4 separate regions of the Mus musculus genome follow, and all the other regions are linked to region 1. Evidence: chromatin contacts called from public Hi-C and HiChIP or PLAC-seq data. All regions are on one chromosome and are shown on one strand. The core of a region is the stretch at or near the end of the contact, and the rest is flanking DNA. Distances in the headings are between cores, read along the strand shown.

Region 1 (2,749 bases), core at 77-2,576:
TAAGCAACTACAATACACATCAAGAAATTCCCCACCAACCAGGGAAAGCAGGCACACGACAAACAGCAAATGTACAATCCTGCTAACAGAATAATGATCTTCTGTCTCTAGTGGATATAGTTAGTCACCCAACACTTTATGAGCACCTACTGTGTGCCAGGCACTTTATAGCGACTGCGGCCCTTGCATTAAAACACAAAAACAAAGTTTTCACTCATTCTAAAAAAATGTTAAAATTTTAACATCTATGAAATAAATATACTTCTTGCAACCAGCACCAATAGTTTAAGTGATATTGCTTTTCTTTCAAAGCAAGGTCTCTTATTATCAATACTAAATTACTTATTCATGCTGTAGGGAAAACAATGTTTCCAAAGTTTTGCTCAGTTATTCTTCAAAGCCTCATTCTGTTAATTTTTAAGGAAGCACACGGAAAAAAAAATCAAGACTGACAACTAGTATACTTCTTAAACCCATGAGGGTTTGTGGGTGTATTTTCAAAACCATGTGAATGAAGGTCACTATTTTTTCCTATGCAAAAAGCTGTCCTTTGTTAAAAACAATAGCAATGCTATGAATGGATTTCAGAGTCACAAACCTTATTGAACCACTCAGGGCTTTTCTTTTTAGCTAATGATAATGTTGTAACAAATCCAGCTAGCATTCCCGCTGCGGCTGCAGAACCAAGGAAAATTCCACCTGCCAAGAATTGAGAGAAGGGATTAAAAATAAAACTTAAATTAAAGAGAATTGCACAACGAAGTATCAGAAACTTTCAGGATTACATTCAAAACTCGAAACATCATGGCTAGGCGGCTCTTGTGAAGTGGGTCTGAGAAACCTGCGTGATCTCACGACCTCGGGTTTCTGGTTCAAGGGTACGCTCTGAAGCTCAGTTCTTCAGGGCTGAGAATGGGTTTTTTTCCCTTCTCTCTGTCCTCAAGGACAGCAGCGCGAAGTTTTTCCACGGGAAGAAGAGATCGTGGCAATCAGAAAAGGGCAGGGCACAAGAAAAACTATAGATAAGGATGGGTAAATACAGTATGGACTGGAGAGTAGATGGCAGGATTTACCCGCCCCTGCCCAAGGAGACTTCACCTGGTGAGTGACATATGGGCCCCACTGGCTGAGTTCAGAATAAGGGCTCTCAGAAAAGAATGTGTTCCGGAACATCACATCCCAGCTCAGAGCAAGCATACCTTTAACCAGAAACAACCGATCGTCCGGAGACCCTGGAGCTTCTAATTCAGAGGACTCCCCGGGCCCAGGACCCGAGGTCTCCATTTTAAAGTCTCCTACTCTACTGTTTCCGTTACCAAAGAGGCCCGAGTGGAAGCTCAAGGGAGAGAGAAGAAAGGTTCCGCGGCTGCCTTCCCTGTGCAACCTGAAGAAAGGTCCGGGTTTCCCACTTTCCCCGCTTAACACTCTTGCAGTGAGAGAAGACAGAAAGGCTGCTCTCTGTCCCAGCCCAGAGCCGAGGGCGGCGCCCCACAAGACGGCCCTCCTGGGAGGATCACTCGCCTTCTTGCAAGGTGATGATCTGTTGGACTTTAGTAAGGTTTTGGGTTTTTTTTTTTTTGGTTTTGTTTTGTTTTCCCTACTTGGAAGAATACTCAGTTCCGACTCTAGGAGGCAGTGAGAGGTCGCAAATGGAGCCGGGAGCCCATCTGCCTGGCTTGGATCCTGGAGCTGTTTACCACTCCAGATACACTTGCACTGCTTCTAAGGATTTGGTCCGCACTAACAGACCACGATTCTAAAAAGCAAGCCTCAATATTTTCCCCGCTTCTTTCTGAGAAATTTCGAAATAGTTATTTCAGGGTTAAGTGACATGCCCAATTCTGGAAGAGAAACATCTCACCAGCTTCGAAGCACACGCCCTTCCCAAGATCTGATTTGCCCGCCCCCAGTGGACGCGCTGGGCTGGCTAAATGATTGAATGAACTGAGCCAATCTAGAGAGCAGAGTACAGAGGCCCTCTCTCAAAGCTTATTAACACGGGCTCCAAGGCTGCCCCGGACTTGCTGGGATCCTTAGCAGCCTGCAAGCAGGCCTGGGAGGACGATGTGCCAGGGTCTACGGACAGAGTAAATGGCTATTGAGGGAAGAGTAGTGGGAAGTAGCCAACGTTTTCAGCCTCTCAAAGGGAGACCTAAGACATATGGCATCATCTTTTAAAATGAAGCCAGTTCTTTAGCCTCTAGCCTTTTTCTGAGCACTTTAAGGGCATGGGCATCTTGAGGGTGGAGATTGTTATCTATACTCATTTGATATTCCCCAGCTCTCAGTGTATTACCTGGTCATGTATAATAAATGCCTGTCCGAGGGACGGGTAAATGAAAGCATTAGTTTTTGCAGCAGTTAAATGCATTTATTAGCTCAGACCTGCGTTCAGGTCGTAAAGCACTTCTTATTTGTGTGAACTTGGTGTTTGCCATATAGCCTCTCGTTACCTCGTTCCCCTCAATTATTAACTATGGAAACAGTACCTCACAGGATTTTTGAATGAAGAGGTGCGTGTGTGTGTGTGTGTGTGTGTGTGTGTGTGTGTGTGTTGTACATCCCTCTTGACCACTTGAAAAGCTGATACAAGAGGATAAATTCAAATCTAACCTAGGTAACAAGACCCAGTTTCAATCTTTTAAAAGTTATGAGTGTGATGGAGTTAGCATAGTGTCTGGCACACATAATATGCGTTTTAATTGCTGTTATCATTGATTCTAGTAGTTTTTAAAGCATTACATACGAA
Region 2 (2,749 bases), core at 86-2,585, 230 kb after region 1:
TGAGATTCTGGGCTCAGACCCTTCAAGTCCATCTTTGTGCTCAGCAGCAAGTACACAGGCTGGCTGTAGGGTATCATGACTAAAAGAAAAAGAAAAATTGAGATGATATTTTGCAAAAAAAATCACTGGGTTGATTTTGAGGGTCAAAAGAAATATGAGAAAATTCAGGAGCTCGGATCAGTAAAGTGCTTGGATTGAAAACATGAGAAACTGAGTTAAATCCACAAAGAGTTGGGCATGGGCCCACGTGCCTGTGATTGTCCCACAGAGGAGATGGAAGCTGGCAGATCGCTGGGGTTGCTGGCTGGCCAGCCACAAGCCCCAGTGAGAGAGCCTGTCTCTCAAAACAAGGCGGCTCCTGAAGAAAAGATACTCAAGGTTGACTTCCGGCCCCTCCACAGTATGTACATGTACACACAAAAGGGGGTTGGAGGGAGAGAAAGTGAGAGTCAGAGAGACAGATACAGAGAGACACAGAGAGATTGTTCAGTGCAGAAACCTGACCTAGCCTAAATGGAGGGACAGAGGGCAGAAAACACCTGGAACCATGGCCTGCAGGCCTGGCTGTGTTAACTGGTCTCTGGTACCTGAACTTCCCACTACCTCCCGGTACAGATGGCAGGAGACCTGTCTAAATCAAATCCTACTATAGAACCATTCCAGCTCAAACAGAGCCTCAGAGTGACGACAGAGGCTTCTCCGGGCTTCTGGAGACAACCTTTCCTTAATAAACAACATTCTTAGTCAGGGTTTCTATTCCTGGACAAAACATCATGACCAAGAATCAAGTTGGGGAGGAAAGGGTTTATTCAGCTTACACTTCCACAGTGCTGTTCATCACCAAAGGAAGTCAGGACTGGAACTCAAGCAGGTCAGGAAGCAGGAGCTGATGCAGAGACCATGGAGGGATGCTCCTTACTGGCTTGCTTCCCCTGGCTTGCTCAGCCTGCTCTCTTATAGAACCCAAGACTACCAGCCCAGGGATGGCACCACCCTCACTGGGCTTTCCCACTTGATCACCAACTGAGAAAGTGCCTTACAGCTGGATCTCATGGAGGCACTTCCCCAACTGAAGCTCCTTTCTCTGTGAAACTCCAGCCTGTGTCAAGTTGACACACAAAACCAGCCAGTACAAACGTTAAAAGTGCTCTCTGGTGATTAATGGCTGTCAGGTTTCCTTTCATCAATATTTTATGAGTCCACGTTTGTGCCAGGACTTACAGTCAGTCCAATAGTAACTGCAGAAGAAGAGAGAGGAGGTGATTCATGAGGATGCCATTGGCCACCAATGGCAACATGGTCTCATGACAGTGGGTGTCAGCCCTAGCCCTCACTTCCTGGATGTCTCACTTCTGAGAATGTCTGGGCAGAGCAACAGGCAAACCACCCGGCCCTCTGATGCTGTCTTCTCTGAGATAGCTCTGTTCTCAGAAAGTACACTGCAAACCTCAGTGTGATTAGCCACTGAACTCAGAGCTGTGCTACCCACCATTTAATGTCTGCATTAGTGCAGAGAGCCTGCCCCATGCCCACAGGGGAAAGCTAAGCCAATATGGCACCTTGGGCACCTTCTCAGAAGAATCGCTGGGCATGTTTCATGGGTACTTCCTCATTGTTCCATTTCCCCCTTTTTAAAAGCCCTGGCACCACAATATTATCTGGGATTATAACCGTTATAAATTTGCTGTCCAGGAAAGAGTCAAAAAGAAAAGTCCTGGGGGACCTGGAACTCACAGTGGAAGAGTCAGGAGCTGTCTTTCCATGTCAGTGGGCGTCGGATTGAACGTGAGAAATGGAAATGACAGAAAGAGGGGAAAGTCATCTGGGAAAGAAAGAAACTGGAAGCAGATGTTTCCAGGGCTTCAAAGAAGCCAAACTGAAACACCCCCCACCCCCACCCAATAAATAAGAATTAGAAGCCGCTTAAATGCGTGGCAGTGGGAAAATGGGTCATTACAATGTTGCAGAACTCTGTGACAACCGTTACTAAATATCTCACTACACTAACTACACAGTTTGGCTATGCTAACAAAATGGCTCAGTAGTGGAACGCTTGCCCGGCATGCTCTGGGCTCAGTCTCCAGTGTTGAAAACAGAAAAGATCAACAGCTTATAAATGTTGTCTGGGTATAATTTTGATAGCACATGCAAATACAAAATACAAAATCGTGTCTGCATTGTGATCTTAAGATGATAACATCCAGAAGCCTAGGGAAATGATCAAAACTACAGGAGGTGTCTTTCTCTTTTCTTTTTTCTTTTTTAACTGATTAACTGACTGGTGAGTGATTTCAATTGCTCCTGTATTCTTTCTGTTTCTGATCAGTAGACAAACCAATCAGTGCAATTGCAGAAAGTTGAGTAGATAGCTGTTTAAAACTCATTGCTCACCGTGTTCCTAGATGGGGCAAGTTCCAGTTTTGCTCAAAAGGATGCCTTCCCTCCAGGACACTGAGATACCGTGAGTCTCCTACTTGACTCTCACAGGCATTCTAGGAGTTAGGGTTAGGGTTAAGGAGGCACTGATGAGAAAAAACTGTGAAAACAGCCAAGGGCTATTGCAAGCAGGACATATGGACATTGTGAGCCACTGTGATGGCCACTGTGTCTGTTTGCAAACACAATAGAGCATAAGGAATGAGAAAACTGAACACAGATGCCTGTCTTTCTAAGAGTCAGAGCCTACTGGAAATCAGAAATTGAGATGTGGCCAGCACTTAGCTACACCCTGCAGGAGGGGTTCATGGAG
Region 3 (2,749 bases), core at 182-2,681, 200 kb after region 1:
TTGTCTTGCTGCATTTTGTTTCTCTTAAGCAAAGTTAATCTTCTCTCAAAAACTGACTTGTGGACCAACAGGGACCTCGTTGCTCAATAACGAAATCCAGTTTTTATATTTGAAATGTCGAAGAAATCAGTCTCAAGCTTTTCATTGAAGGAATTATCTTTATGTCAGATTCTGCTCCATTGAGCCAATCTCTAAACAGAAATTAAGAGTCAGTGAAGTTAGGATCTCAGTAGCCAATGGCAAAAATAAATTTATATCTGGTTATAAAGAGAGTCATTTTATCTCTATGGGAATGATGTGTGTGTGTGTGTGTGTGTGTGTGTGTGTGTGTGTGTGTGTATTTATGTGCATGAATATAGGCAATCTATATAGAATCATTTCGACGTGTGTATAAGATGTGTATATGAATGCAGGCATGCATGCTGTCATGTGAAGCACGCGGATGTCAGCGAGCAATCTCTAGCATTGATCCTTGCCTTCTATCTTGCTTGAGACAGGGTCTCTTACATGCCAGTATAGCTGGCCTGTGAGCCTCAAGGATGGGGGTTCCTTCTGTCTCTACATCCCTATTACCTTAGGACCACTTGAATTATAGTTGTGTGCTATAGTGACTCAGCTATATCTGGTTTTGAGGGAATCCAACATGAACTATTTCCATAGCCCCTTGCTATGTACTTTTAATGGCAAAAATCCTCTGATTTCATGGTCTCAGATAGTATCACACCCAGAAGATGGTTCCACTCTTCATGTGTAAACATCAAAACATACACAAATATTTTCCCCTGAATAGTTATTAAAATTGCTATTAGAGGGTTGGAGAGATGGCTCAGCCATTAAAGGCTAGGCTCACAACCAAAAATTCAAAATCACTGCTAGAACAGAAAAAAGAGCAGCATAATACCATGGCAACGCCACACCCTTCTACCTGTTCCTGGCGGCCTTTCCTTCTCTACAGTGTACAGGGTGACACTTTGTACACAGCTATTTGTGCACCTGTCTCATCATAGCAGGAGTCAGACAGCTCTCGATGCTGTTCATGACTGGAGTAAAGACATCTCATCATTTTAGCATTTGTTTTGTCTGGTGCCAAATTAGCTAATATCTTTTATGTTCCAAAAAACCCCGGATGCTTTCAGAGTCTCATTCCCCGACTCCCCAGCCCGTCTTCTCCTGTCACTTTCCAATTGAGCTTTATGAAGACGAAGATGCCTGTCTCCTGTTCTCTGTGCTGCCCTGGGCTGTATGTAGGTCACAATTCCGGAGACAGAAATAGGACTCCAAATGGTGTTTATGTCTCTGGCAGCTGTATCATCATCTTGTATGAAATCCAGGCCCTCGGAGGCGGAGGCGGAGGCAGAGGTGGAGGCTACACACACCGCAGATGGTGTTCAGTGGAGCTCAGGGCACTGCTGCTCAGAATGTGAAGAGGCTGTTTGTCTCCGAGAGGTCTGAGCTTGGACTGAGAATTTCTAAGCTGCTCGTAGTGGTTTGGCTGTTGAACCAGTGCTGCCAGTTGCCATGGGTTGGCAAGCGGCCCATCCAGCCTCATTGCTCCTGGAGTTCCATGTTCACAGTCACAATCAAAGGCAGAGTCTGCTTACTGCTTTTCATCACCAGGACTATAGATGCTCTCAGCTTCTTCTGAACTTCAGTTGAAAGCTGTCTCTCTTGCACAGATGCCATCATTTAGAAGCAGGGATCCTATAGCTTTGATAAAGAGGTTACGGGGACTTCCCAAGAGAACTTAGCACTGTCCTTGGGAAAGAGGACAGCTGTCACCAGGTGCCCACTATCTCATTAAGCTGAGCTGACTTAAAGACCTGATCCCAAAGTGCCTGGCAAAGGATTACACGGTGTGTACCTGACACACAGTAGTTCAATGAGCTATGGAATATTCTCTCCTTGTCTTCTCCGAGGAAGCCACGCAGAAGGACAGCTTCTCATCTCCCACATAAAGGGGCTTATAGGCCTCAGCATAAAAATTGCAATAATAATATATATCCATTTTCACCCAAATTCACCTATAAGTATTCATTCCATCTTATCTCCCTATGCCATACTTTCCCTAAACTATTTGAAAGAAGACTGCGTATCTCATGAGACCTTATTCCTGAATATGCAGTGCACGTTTCCTAAGAACAAGAACCTCTCATGGAATGGACACATGCAGTCAGCGTTGGCAAGTTCTAACACAGGTCTGCTCTGGTTGGACTCACCATGGATAGTTTATTTCTGGTGGCCACACACTGGCACATTTTCATGGCTTACCACAACACAAGGTTGCTTTGTAAATGACAATAAAAGAAATGAAGCCAGCATCTGGATGATAAGAAGGCTATCAAGTCTGAGTCCCTTCTCTATCACTCCCCAGCTGCTGTCACAGTCCGAGGTCTAGACTTGAAGTAATTGAATTTAGGTGCCTCATGGACATGCTAAACATGCCCCCTGTGGTGGCTGGTTTTGACACAATGTTGGCTCTATTGGGAAGAGAGTCTCGATGAGACATTGTCTACATTAAATTGGCCCATGGGCCTTCCTGTTGCCTGGAAGGGATTTCTTAATTGAATTAATTGAAGCAAGAAGACCTACCCTATATGTGGGTGTGCTTCCCCTCAGCAGCATGCATGAATTCGTGTCTGTCTGCTCTTGACTATGAACGTAATATGACTAATTGTTTCAAATTCCTGCTACCTTCTTGTCCCCATCACAATTGGCTATAACCTGCAATTGTGAGCCAAATAAACCCTTT
Region 4 (2,749 bases), core at 64-2,563, 130 kb after region 1:
AAATCCCTTTATCTCCCTGCTGTCGTAGACCTGACTTTGTCCACCTCAGGAGGAAATCACAGCACAATGCCTGGGCTTTCATATGCTACTTACAAGGTGCAGATATGGGAATGTTGTTGTTAAAGAAGAAAGTACATCTTTTGGTCTCTGAAGACCTCCTGAGAGCCTTTCTAGGGGATTCAGCCCATCTTTGCTCTCTTTCTCTTTTTACTTTACAAAAACGGCTCTTTGGAACCTTTCCTTTCAACTTTGTTCCCATTTCATTCCTCACACAGGAGGGGAGAAAACGAGAGGCTGAGTATGAGGTGCCTTGCCTGGTGTCCCAGCATGGAGGGATCGGTGATGGCCTCTTCCCACAGTCACCACCGTGGGCTGGGTTTTAAGGGGCCCTCTGTAGGGTGCTGGTTGCTGAGTTGCTAGGGTGAATCTGACAAATACCATTTAACTATGACTCTCTAGCTCCTGTCAATATGGCCATCAATATTAGCCCCCACACATGGATGTCTTAGCTCTGTTGTACTGTGGGTTTTTTGTTTTGTTTTGTTTTGTTTTGTTTTCAAAACTCTTCTCTACCTCATTCCACTGTGGTTGAAACTCATTTCATAGTTTATTCAGACCAAGACTGGCTGAATTATTTTGATTAGGTATTTTATTTCTTAGTTCTATCCACAGTGGTGTTCAATAAATATTATTGATTGATTTAATGATCACATCTACTCTTTGATTTATACGCAGGGTCGATTTTAGTAGATTATAAGTAAAGCTAGCATTTGTCCAAATAGACGGTTTTCACTTCACTGCAATAAAGATTTACGAGAAATGATCACAGCTCATTTTCTACCTATTTAAATTATCACTATCATTTAACAAATTGACATAAGGTTTAGTGGGTTTATGTATAACTATATATTATTGTTTTAAAAATGTGTGTATATGTATGTATGTATGAGCATGAGTGTATCACAGCACATATGTGGAGATCATTTTATGAATTGGCTCTTACCTTCTACCCTGTGAGTCACAGGGATTGAACTCAGGCAATCAACCTTGGTGGCAAGCTCCATTATCTGTTGAGCCATCTTGTTGACCCTCTGTTCTTACTATTAAACCCTTCTAAATGGCTCCAGCTTTTGCCCTCCCGGTGCATGGCTCACTTGGTTCAGTGCAGCTGTCTTTAAGACTATTCCGTATGGTTTCTCTTGGATGCTGTCACTCCAGGACTCTTTGGCCTATGGACCCCTCACTCAGTCTCACTCCTCAGATTGTCTGACTAAGCCTCTGGAGGCGCCTCTCATGCTGTCACCCTCTCCTAAGCAGTTTCGGTTCCCTTCCAAACTTGAGAACAAGAGGCCCAAGGCAGGGTAAAGCCTGAGCTAGCTTTGGAGGTGGCAGAACTGCTTTTACTACATTCTCCAAGTCATGCAAGTCACCAAGGCCAGCCCAGACTCCAATTAGATCTTTATCTCACGGTGGCAGGAGTCAAGAGTTTGCAGCCATTAATCTATCTTCCAGCATTCTGAAAAAAAAAACAAAAAAATTTTTCTTTTTCTGGTTGGACACACACCATACATACACACACCACACATACCACATACTACAGACATACCCACCACATAAAACATATACACACGCATAACCCACACACACACACACACTCACACATTTTAAAGCTACGGTAATCAGTTCTGAGGCCCATACTCACTGTTTTTCATAACAGTGGTTCTGAAAATCATATCCTAAGAGTAAAACTTTTGGGGGATCAGAAAGTCACAGTGAATGCCATAAAAATACCCAAGCTCACAAAAACAACATGCCCCCCTTTAGCAAGGCATTTTCCCCCAGAAACTATGAGGGGAGGGATTGAAGAAAATGAGACAGACTCAGTAGAGCCCTTCACTCTTGGAGGAGCTAGCATCAGCCACAGCCCCTGGATAGTTCTTGTTAGTGAGGGAGAAGAGGAGTCCGAATTCTCCCATGCATGCCCATGCAGCTCTCATTAAGATGGAATGCACAAAGATATTCTCTCCCTGTGGGCACTTTGGCCTCTGTGCCTCCATCTCTCTCCAGAAGCCTAACTTGGGCGTTTTGAGAGAAGTGGGAAGGGAAGCTTCCAGTGGCTTGGCAGGCAGCCTGGGAATCTGTTCTGTCCTCAGCCACCTGAGTGCGTTGCCATCTACCTGTGTGAAAGCACATGCCAGCGGTAGTGTTGGTTCCCATGGCAACCCAGGCCTCAAATAGCACACTCTTGGGACAGCTCAGTGCACACTGGCCATAGCATCTGCTCCATGAGGACACCAGCCCATTGAAAGAATGTGAGCCCATTCCTTGAAGCGAGTCACTGCTGAATTCCAGGCCTAGGACTGTGGTGGGCACATGGTAAGGCATTCAGGAAGTGTGTGCTGGTTGAGCGGTAGATGGAAGAGGTCCCATGTGCTTCTAAGTGGGGAGGGTTGTGGAGTAAGTTATAAAATCTGAAATAGAAAAATTTCAAACGAAGCTAAAGCCAGTGAGGGAATGAACCAGTTGCCTGCCTGCAAATGGGATAAATTGATGGTTAAGTGGCCAAAGACCTTTGAACCCTGTGTATGGCTTGACGCAAGCTTGCTTCCCCTGTTTCAGTCTGGGAACTTCAGGAGGTTCATCCCTGCCCATGATTTGGAAACAGGGTTTCCATTCATTTTGAGGGGGACCATGAACTTCTCACATGGCTCGGCTTTGTTTTAAGGAGGGAGCTTTACTGTTGAGCAAC

Evidence for each region. A called contact is a pair of places that touch in the nucleus more often than the background predicts. HiChIP or PLAC-seq counts read pairs in DNA pulled down with a chosen protein or histone mark.
Region 2: a contact with region 1 is called in an H3K4me3 HiChIP or PLAC-seq map of bone marrow-derived macrophages, with 8 times the contacts expected there. The contact joins the enhancer-like site here to the promoter of Tmem242 in region 1. A contact is called at or near these places in 18 of 39 promoter capture datasets (the 3T3-L1 cell line, 3T3-L1-derived adipocytes, the C10 cell line and 10 more), 3 of 15 datasets of contacts at CTCF or cohesin (the NIH/3T3 cell line, large pre-B cells and pro-B cells), 8 of 484 Hi-C or Micro-C datasets (Th1 cells, adipose-derived mesenchymal stem cells, bone marrow-derived macrophages and 5 more), 18 of 115 datasets of contacts at active chromatin or transcription factors (the 230-238 cell line, acute myeloid leukemia, bone marrow-derived macrophages and 10 more) and 4 of 9 other capture datasets (embryonic stem cells, liver, macrophages and 1 more).
Region 3: a Hi-C map of cerebral cortex shows a contact between it and region 1, with 4 times the contacts expected there. The contact joins the enhancer-like site here to the promoter of Tmem242 in region 1. A contact is called at or near these places in 12 of 39 promoter capture datasets (the 3T3-L1 cell line, the C10 cell line, the HPC-7 cell line and 6 more), 5 of 484 Hi-C or Micro-C datasets (bone marrow-derived macrophages, cerebral cortex, forebrain and 2 more), 13 of 115 datasets of contacts at active chromatin or transcription factors (the 230-238 cell line, bone marrow-derived macrophages, embryonic forebrain and 6 more) and 3 of 9 other capture datasets (adipose tissue, macrophages and pancreatic islet).
Region 4: an H3K4me3 HiChIP or PLAC-seq map of bone marrow-derived macrophages shows a contact between it and region 1, with 6 times the contacts expected there. The contact joins the enhancer-like site here to the promoter of Tmem242 in region 1. A contact is called at or near these places in 12 of 39 promoter capture datasets (the 3T3-L1 cell line, the C10 cell line, the HPC-7 cell line and 8 more), 1 of 15 datasets of contacts at CTCF or cohesin (the NIH/3T3 cell line), 6 of 484 Hi-C or Micro-C datasets (the HPC-7 cell line, bone marrow-derived macrophages, cranial neural crest and 3 more), 11 of 115 datasets of contacts at active chromatin or transcription factors (bone marrow-derived macrophages, embryonic stem cells, fetal liver and 4 more) and 3 of 9 other capture datasets (adipose tissue, macrophages and pancreatic islet).

The regions. Positions count from the first base shown.
Region 1 is chr17:5,438,934-5,441,682 of GRCm38.p6, forward strand. It overlaps Tmem242 (transmembrane protein 242), which reads right to left and starts at 1,327. Exons shown (of 4, transcript NM_027457.4): 1 at 1,200-1,327; 2 at 599-699. The coding sequence starts at 1,284.
Region 2 is chr17:5,667,341-5,670,089 of GRCm38.p6, forward strand. All of the region lies in intron 2 of Zdhhc14 (zinc finger, DHHC domain containing 14), which reads left to right. Among named protein-coding and RNA genes, the nearest start is that of Gm41519, 100 kb to the right of the region's middle. Within about 2 kb of position 1,336, at least 15 of the 459 cell types and tissues checked have an H3K27ac peak or open chromatin away from gene starts, as enhancers often do. A contact at or near this core is called in bone marrow-derived macrophages, where this site is marked.
Region 3 is chr17:5,642,145-5,644,893 of GRCm38.p6, forward strand. The region is part of intron 1 of Zdhhc14 (zinc finger, DHHC domain containing 14); the gene reads left to right. Among named protein-coding and RNA genes, the nearest start is that of Gm52305, 120 kb to the left of the region's middle. Within about 2 kb of position 1,432, at least 42 of the 459 cell types and tissues checked have an H3K27ac peak or open chromatin away from gene starts, as enhancers often do. A contact at or near this core is called in cerebral cortex, forebrain, hippocampal neurons and 1 more, where this site is marked.
Region 4 is chr17:5,573,533-5,576,281 of GRCm38.p6, forward strand. All of the region lies in intron 1 of Zdhhc14 (zinc finger, DHHC domain containing 14), which reads left to right. Among named protein-coding and RNA genes, the nearest start is that of Gm52305, 48 kb to the left of the region's middle. Within about 2 kb of position 1,314, at least 62 of the 459 cell types and tissues checked have an H3K27ac peak or open chromatin away from gene starts, as enhancers often do. A contact at or near this core is called in adipose tissue, bone marrow-derived macrophages, macrophages and 4 more, where this site is marked.